3 separate regions of the Sus scrofa genome follow, and all the other regions are linked to region 3. The links are chromatin contacts, called in public Hi-C and promoter capture Hi-C maps. All regions are on one chromosome and are shown on one strand. Each heading gives the region's core, a stretch centred on a gene start, on an enhancer-like site or on the middle of the called end of the contact. The rest is flanking DNA. Distances are from core to core; before and after follow the strand shown.

Region 1 (2,700 bases), core at 183-2,682, 160 kb after region 3:
TATTTTCCTCAGGACATAGTGCTAAGAGCTCAAGCTCTGATGTCAAGCAAACTTGCGTCACCTTGAGCTCACCTTTCCAAACCCCAGTTAAAGTAGATGTGGTAGCCCAGTGAATGCATAGCCCTGGGGAGTTCCCTGGTGGTCCAGTGGTTAGGATTTGGCACTTTTACCACTATGGCTTGCATCCAATCCCTAGCCTGGGAACTGAGATCCCACAATAAGCTGCTGGAAACTGCAGCCAAAAAAAAAAAAAAAAAAAAGAAGACTGCACAGCTCTAGAAGGGATTTCATTCTCTGTACACATTTCTGATTTTTAATGGAGCCCAAATAACCCTGGTCCCCGGGAACTCCTATTACAATCGTCTGTCCTCTCTTAGGCTCTAGGGTCCTGAACCCCCAGAGCCCTCTCACACTTCTGCGCCTATAACGGACTCTTATCCTGCCATCGTGGGCGCCCCGACCCCTCTGTCCTCCGCTCATTCTCATCTCCGAGTGTCGAGCTCCAGGCCCAGGCCCTTGCGCTCCGGTCCCTCATCCTGAGAGAATGTCGTCGGAGGGTCCGGCCCCGGCCCTTTGCCTGCCTCCTCCTTGTTCTTTGTCCCCCCAGAGAATGGAGGCGGTGCGGGCAACGGCCAAGGCTGCGCCGCGCTCCCCACACGCGCGTCGTTGTTACAGCAGTTATTTCAAAGGCTCACCACGTGCCTCACATGGGACGTCTGGGGCTTCATGGGAACCGTGTCAGTCACCCACTCAGACACCGAGGGGCCATTCAGACGCGGTGGATTGCACAAGGCCACACAGGGGCTCGGCCAGCTTGTCCTCGTCCGGCTCCTGGCCACCACGGGATCCTGAACTTCTTGGGGATTTCCTGCCTATAATATGTGTAAGTTTCCTTTTAAGGCACAAACAAATTCCTTTCCGTTTTCCCCCAGATTTCCTAGTTCAATGAAATACTTTTTTCAGCTTCTGCCCACTGTTGCTCCCTTTGCCCCCCAGCCCCCACCTGTCCCCTCGGCCGACTCCCGGCCCACTCCCTGAGAAAGGAGCGAATTCGGAGCTGGTCTCACGTCAGAAGTCTGGAAGACACCAGACTTTAGAAGAGCAAAGACCCTTCACTACAGCAGGACTGCAAAGAGGGAGCTAAAGGAAAGAGCAAATCCTCCCCAGAGAACGAGCTGATACACCTGAAAACCTACACAGGGGACACCTCTTCTGGGTCAAAAGGCATTTTTCTTCCCCACACAGAGACTACAAGGTTTGAGTCTGACCAGTGACCCATCCTGGTGTCATCCTGGAAAGGATTTTGACTCGAAATTGTCCAAGAGCGCAGACCGATCGAGTAGCAAGGGAGAGGGTGGCGGTGGTGCCCGGGGGTGGGAGGAGTCCCGAGCTCGGGCCTGTGAGCCTCAAGGGGTCAGGGGCCCCTCAGATCGCGCCAGCGAGCAGGAGAGGAACTGGGGTGAGCAAGTGCCGTGGCTGTGGCTGCTTCCTGTTTCAGCAAGGCAGCTGCGTAAAAGGCGAGAGAACCTCGAAGGGAAATGCTGAGGGGCCCAGAGCCACGGACTGAGATCACCCCACCCGAGGCCAGAGCCGAGGTCTGCCCGTAGCCGGGATGCTTTCCTGAGCTGCTGGCGCTGCAGCCGGGGACCCGAGGTAACGGACAAGGAGGAGGCATTTGCGTCCAGGCTGGGGGCCCCCGACGCTGGGTGGGGCAGAAGAGGCTCTGGCTGCCAGCCTCCCCGGGCTGTAAGGAGAGGCCCTGGAGTGGACGGTGTAGGTTAGGAGTGTGGGGCTGAGTAACCTGGAAAGTGCCCTGTGTTGGTCTCCAGGGGCACAGTGTCCGGGGCTCTCTGCTCCATCCATCGGATTACACTGGCGGTGAGGCAGTGACCTGGGGTTCAGGCTCCCCAGTGACGGGGCAGACATTTTACAGCTCCCTTCACAGCAGGGACCCAACAGCACGAAGCTGCCTTTGCAGCCGCTGGGCGCCAGCCCTCCTCTCCCAGCTCACACCGAGAGCTCTGGACTAGGCAGGCTAGTCCATTCATTCATGCAGGAGGCCATGCATCACACACACAGCCAGGAAGTAGAAGCAGAGACCTGGAAAGGCAGCGACAGAGAACTGTCAGGCGAGGACAGTGTCCTGATCCCCTGGCAGTGAGGACAGCCCCCATGCCCCATCCCCCAGCCAGTACCACGTCGTCCCAGGGCTGCAACTGGGCCCTGCCATGCCGCAAGAGCTGCCTGGGCAGTGGCCCAATGACCTTTTTTGAACCCCACAGGGGCCAGTTCCTTTTTTCCTACAGCCCATCTCGGTCAGTCAGCCGACCCACGTGGCATCTTGTGTTTAAGCAAATCAGGAAAGCTGAGTATGATCCCACTTAGCTGTGCCATGCCAAATCCCACCTGCTGTGAGGGCCTGGGGGTCTGGAAAGGCTCCCTTCTTGAAAGAGCCTTTTCTACTGCAACTCCCAGCCTGGGCAACAAGTGCCAATGTCTGTGCCCGGGAAGCAGGGCAGGGCAGCCATGTGTTCCAGCGAATCAGTGTAGGCACGGCCGGCACACTTTGCTCTCCACACAGCCCTCCCCTCTTCACAGTGGGAGGTTGAAGGATTCTTCACAATCAAGAGGCCTGCCTCCTCTACAGAGCCTGAGGGTGGCCTGGAACCAAACAGGGAGGCGACCCAGCACCCCACATCT
Region 2 (2,700 bases), core at 82-2,581, 180 kb after region 3:
CAGCCAGGAGGGCCTTCAAGTCCTGAAGCTGGTCCAGGGAGCAGACGGAAGGGTGAGGCTGAGCGCTGGAAACATCCACAAAGGCTACGGAACCAAGCAGCACCTGCTCCAAGTGCTGACACACACGCTCAGGACAGACAATCAGGCTGTCTTCTCCAATCTCAAGAATGTGAAGCCCCCGGGTCGGGAAGCCCAGGCCCTGCAGCTGCTCCAGATAGCTCTGGAGCTCTGCTGCCCCTGCACAGTTGCAATCATAGAGCAGAGCTGGCTTAAGTCCCCTGGCCACAGCCAGCACCTCTCCGGCTAGATGAAGGCACACGGCTCGGGGTGGGCCCCGGCTCCTCCCCATGCCCAGGGTCTGCTGAGCAGCTGCCACCAGCAGCTGAAGACTCAGTGTTGACATGGACTCTGGAAGCAACAGTAAGCATGGCCTCCTTAACTAGTCACAGTTCCCTCCCCTGGGCTGCATCTCTGAGCTCCAGACACTTGAAGAAGGGCCTAAAAACAAAGCAGTAGCAGGGGATTATTAGCACCAGCCAGTGACATACCAGGAAACCTGACAATAGCCTTCCCTTAAGTCTTACAGCATCTTCCAGAGGTCACTTCCCCTCCCTCTGCTTTGGAATGCTAACCCAGCCCAGATAAAACGGCATCACCAATGGCACCCTGATTTTTTGGTGACTTAGTCTCTCTTAGTTCCAAATTCAACTGTCTCTCTGGCCTTAAGGTTATATTTACACTCTCTCTGGCTTCCCTCCTAAATTTTCCTGTTGTAATTTACCTTCTCTGATTCACACCTGAAGGAGGTCGGGGCCGAAAAGAAGCAGAGCACTCTCTGGCAAAATTCAGAGCATTTCACCTAAAACTGTCCTCTGAGACAGAGTAGGTTCCACATGTACTCTTTTCATTGCCAACTCCTCTTTCTCTTCCGGCCAAGAATAGTTGTAAGAATAGCGGTCTGATTAAACGATACACACTAGAATGTGGACTACCAAACATCTCATGTTGAGACACAAAGTAAATAAGTTAAATTGGCTGGAACTGCAAGAGGCTTGTCTTGCAACTTCTGCAGGCCCCGCCTCCCCCTACTGGTGGACAGTCACTGGCCCTCGGACGACAGGCTCACCTCAACCCCCACGCCCTTTCCTGGGCACAGTACAGGGATTTAGTAAATGAGGCAGAGGTCTCCCTTGCACACACAGACGTCCTTCTACTTCCCCTGCAGATTCGCGGGCTCAGGAACCCCTTCCAGTTTCCTGCCCGCTGCCCGGAAGGCCGCGAGACCCTGTGCTCCGCCGCGAAGCTAGAAGTCCCGCCCGCAAGGGGAGGTCCCTTACCGCCCGCAGGGGCCGGGGAGGCGAGGTCTGCCTGCTGCGCATGCCCAGCACATGCCCTGTCCCGCCGCTTTCCGTAACGTCACCCGGTCCTCTCGCGCTCCCCGCGTAGGAACCACCGGCAGGCCGCGCGGCTGCATACCGGAAGTGCTGGTGCCTGAGGTCCGGCCCCTTCCGGCCCGGCTGATCCCGGCCCCGCCCCCCTGCGCCGGAAGAGGAAGGGAAGGGAGTGGACGGAAGGAGGCGGGACCGGTTGAAGCCGCCAGCTCTTCGCTTGTGTGTTGTTTTTAAGTCCAGTGTCCCGTTTGACCAGGGAGGCAGAAGCGGGGCACGCCGAGCAGAAACACCTTTGATTTGTGTCTGGAGAAGGACGCTTTCCCCTGCAAACGAAATATCTCAAGGCAAGCGACGTGTTTTGCGTGATACTTTCACCTGTGGGTGGTGCTGCAAAGTTTTTTTTGTTTTTGCTTTGACCTGCCTAAATCCTAAATTTGAGAGGCTGAGGTCTGAGAAGTGGGTGGAGAAGTGTCCTGGCCAAGGTTTGCTTTTTGTCTTTTTGCCTTTTCCAGGGCCTCTTCTGAGGCGTATGGAGGTTCCCAGGCTAGGGGTCTAGTTGGAGCTGTAGCCGCCGGCCTGCACCAGAGCCACAGCAACGCGGGATCCGAGCAGCGTCTGCGACCTACATACACCACAGCTCACGACAGCGCCGGATCCTTAACCCACTGAGCAAGGCCAGGGTCGAACCCGCAACCTCGTGGTTCCTAGTCGGGTTCGTTAACCACTGCGCCACGACGGGAACTCCAGGTTTGCCATTTCTAAGCACGGTGTGAAGGCATGAGTCTTCACCCTGGACACATGTGTACTAGGCCTGCTTTAGGTGCTGGAGGTACTTACTGCAGTGTACATAACAGACAAAAACCCCTCCTTCCTGGAGCTCAGTTTGGTCGAATTCTGTTTGCTGACTTCAAAGTGAGAAATAAGAGGCAGAGATGCAGACACTTTTTTTTGTTGTTGTTGTCTTTTTAGGGCTGCACCCGTGGCATATGGAAGTTCCCAGGCTATGGGTGGAATCATAGTTATAGCTGCCAGCCTCCCCCACAGCCACAGCAATGTGGGATCTGAGCGGTGTCTTTGACCTACACCACAGCTCACAGTAACGCTGGATCCTTAACCCACTGAGCGAGGCCAGGGTTCGAACCCATGTTTTCATGGATACTAGTCGGGTTTATGAACCGCTGAGCCACAACGGAACCCCCTAAACACTTTTCAATCAAATCATCAGGTAAAAACAGTTATTTCACTGAAAGTTTAACTTCTTTACCAGCATTATGACCCATCTCACAGAGGGAAAGAATTTCTTGAAAAA
Region 3 (2,700 bases), core at 178-2,677:
CAAAAAAAAAAAAAAAAAAGATGCAGGTTCAATCCCTGGCCTTGCTAAGTGGGTTAAGGATCCAGCGTTGCCATGAGCTGCAGTATAGGTCAGAGACGTGGCTCAGACCCTGAGTTGCTGTGGCTGTGATGTAGGCCAGCTTCCACAGCTCCAATTTGACCCCTAGCCTGGGAACCTCCATATGCTGCAGGTGCAGCCCTAAAAATACAAAAAAAAAAAAAAAAAAAAAAAGACACTAGAACCAGGTATTGGGAGGCTGGAATGCAGCTGATACAGTGGGGGAGACACAGCTTCTGTTCTTAGTCTTGACTAAGAAAAATCTAGAATGCAAACGATTCGCTCTATAACCTGAGCTAGATAATTGCATCTTCGGACAGTCATTCTGGTCCATCCCTATAAAAGAGTCGAGATTTGCTCTATATACGTCACTAGAAGCTAAGGCCACCTCTCTGGTTTGCCATGTCCCAGGTCATCGATCAGAGTCCCAACAGGAAACCAAGGATATACATGGGTCAACAGGGAGAGTGTCCCAAAGGTGTCATTCAGAGAGACACCGTCCAGCACCTGGCACGTGGAGGGTGCTGGCTCGTGGAATGCATATGGTAACTGGATAACTCTGAAATAAAGTCAGGACACGATCCAGCTTAGACTTTAATGAATAACTATCTTCCCAGCACTGTGCTCGATGCCGTGGGAGTTACAGAGGAAACACAATGCTCATTCATCAAGTATTCATTTATTTAACCCGTAACAGTAGCGAGAAGTTAAGAATAGCAGTAACTGGGGGAGGCAGCCGAGCTGTGACAATGGAAAGAAGGTTGGCTGACTCAGTAGTTTGACTAAATGCCTCGGCCGCCACTTGATAGCATAAGGAACAGCTCAGATCCCTCCAAGGTGGACGGGCCCTTGTTAATCTACACACGTGTGCATTACTGCCCTTAAATAGACGTGTACACAGTGGAGTTTCAACTACTAGCTTCTAAACTCCTGGAGCCTAGGGCGAGCATGACGGGCATCGAGCAGATGCTCAGCGAAATTTGTCGTGAATTTAAAAAGCAAGCGGAGGCGTTCCGGTCGTGGCTCAGGGGTAATGAGCTCGACTCACATCCATCCCCGGCCTCGCTCAGTGGGTTAAGGATCCTCGTTGCCATGAGCTGTGGTTTAGAGCAGCAGCTGCAGCTCTGATTCAATCCCTAGCCTGAGGCCCTCCACATGCCACAGGTGCGGCCCTAAAAAGAAAAAAAAAAAAAAGTAGATAGATACAAAGAAAGTGGATAATTTTTTGCCAATTATCCAAGGTTAGCTCCTAATCCTTCCTTCTAGTTGTTACATGATGGATGTGAGTATTTTAGCTTCTTTTTCCACCTGTTCTCACCCGATTTGAGACATTAGCTGATCAGCCCCTTTCCTCCCTTCCTCAAACCAAGCACCCCTGGAAGCTTCAACTCTGGAGGCCATGGGTCGGAAGGAAGACGAGGACTGCAGTTCCTGGAAGAAACAGACCACCAACATCCGGAAAACCTTCATCTTCATGGAAGTGCTGGGATCGTGAGTCGGGGGCTGAGAGCGGGGGCTGGGCTCCCCGTGGTGGGTGGCTGGGAGGGAGTCAGCCTGGACCAGCAGCCAGTGATAGAGCCAGGCGGGGGCTGCCCCAAGAGCATCTCCACAGCCATCGGGGCGTAGAGCAGGGGCTTCAGGGGGCAGGTTAGGGACAGGCCCCTTGAGCTAATACAGAGGACAGTCCAGCTCTTTGCCCACGGGTCTGCATCCTCACCCCCAGCGCCCCCGCCCCGCTTGCGGATCTGTGACAGCTTGTGAGTTCTGCTCTGGCCGCAGGAGAGAGGCATTCTGGAGCACTTCGGGCGATCCAGTGGCCCTAGAACCCTCCTGGGCCAAGTCACCCGGCTGGCTTCCTCCTCTCTCCCCCAACCCCCCTCTCCCCGCCCGTGAACAGGTCAGACCCGCTGTCTGCTGTGGGTGGATTCGGGTGCAATGGGCACACACACCTGACTCCGCTCCCATCACCACCCTCCTCTCTGGTCTGTATTTAAATACCATGTTGGAAAAATAAAGTCACACTGTAGCCTCGCCTGCCTCCGGCCTGTCGGGGCCTCCCCTTGACAACGATTACACGGCCGGCAGAGCAGAGACGGCTTGTCTGGAGCTGACGCTCCACGTAGTCTGGCCTCTCCTCCTGGAGGGCGCAGCCTCTGACGAAGCCTGGCAGCGGCCCTGGGCCACCTGCTCCCGTGGCCTCGGATCCCCAGCTGGTCAGCTCATTAGCCCTGGCGAATTGGACCGGGACGCGAAGGGCCCTGAGTGCGCTGTCCCTTCGAGCAAGCTTGCCCTTTAGCCAACTCCGGCTGAGTTTGGCTCCCTCCGCCTGGCTGGGAGGCGGTGACCCCGGGCAGTGAGGCCGCCCGCCGTCTCCCTGGAGCCACAGAGTTGCTGGCTCGGGCCCGAGAGGAGGCCTCTGCGCCCTTCCATCCCCAGCAGGCAGGGTCTCAGGGCCGCCCTGATCATCAGAGCATCGGCCCTCGGAAAAGGGCCTTTGCCAAGATGGGGGGCGGCGAAAGACGGGGGTGAGGCAGGAGAGAGAGAGACAGCAGGCATCAGTGAATCGGAAATGATTTGCTAAACGTCCCAAAGCCCAAGAGGAGGAGGAAGAAGGAAGCCCAGGTTGACGAGAACCGTCCACGG

The links. Promoter capture Hi-C pulls out the DNA fragments that hold promoters and counts their contacts. Hi-C and Micro-C count contacts between places; a contact is called where the count stands out from the background.
Region 1: a promoter capture Hi-C map of fetal skeletal muscle shows a contact between it and region 3, with 2.3 times the contacts expected there. The contact joins the promoter of TRAF3IP3 here to the promoter of CAMK1G in region 3. A contact is called at or near these places in 2 of 5 promoter capture datasets (fetal skeletal muscle and liver) and 1 of 2 datasets of contacts at active chromatin or transcription factors (skeletal muscle).
Region 2: a contact with region 3 is called in a Hi-C map of skeletal muscle, with 1.7 times the contacts expected there. The contact joins the promoter of C9H1orf74 here to the promoter of CAMK1G in region 3.

Annotation. Positions count from the first base shown.
Region 1 is chr9:133,212,940-133,215,639 of Sscrofa11.1, reverse strand. It overlaps TRAF3IP3 (TRAF3-interacting JNK-activating modulator), which reads left to right and starts at 1,432. Exons shown (of 15, transcript XM_021063884.1): 1 at 1,432-1,653. The region is part of intron 2 of C9H1orf74 (UPF0739 protein C1orf74 homolog); the gene reads right to left.
Region 2 is chr9:133,186,502-133,189,201 of Sscrofa11.1, reverse strand. C9H1orf74 (UPF0739 protein C1orf74 homolog) reads right to left here and starts at 1,331. Exons shown (of 3, transcript XM_021063892.1): 1 at 1,127-1,331; 2 at 1-498. The coding sequence starts at 403.
Region 3 is chr9:133,369,170-133,371,869 of Sscrofa11.1, reverse strand. CAMK1G (calcium/calmodulin dependent protein kinase IG) reads left to right here and starts at 1,427. Exons shown (of 13, transcript NM_001243934.1): 1 at 1,427-1,548. The coding sequence starts at 1,457.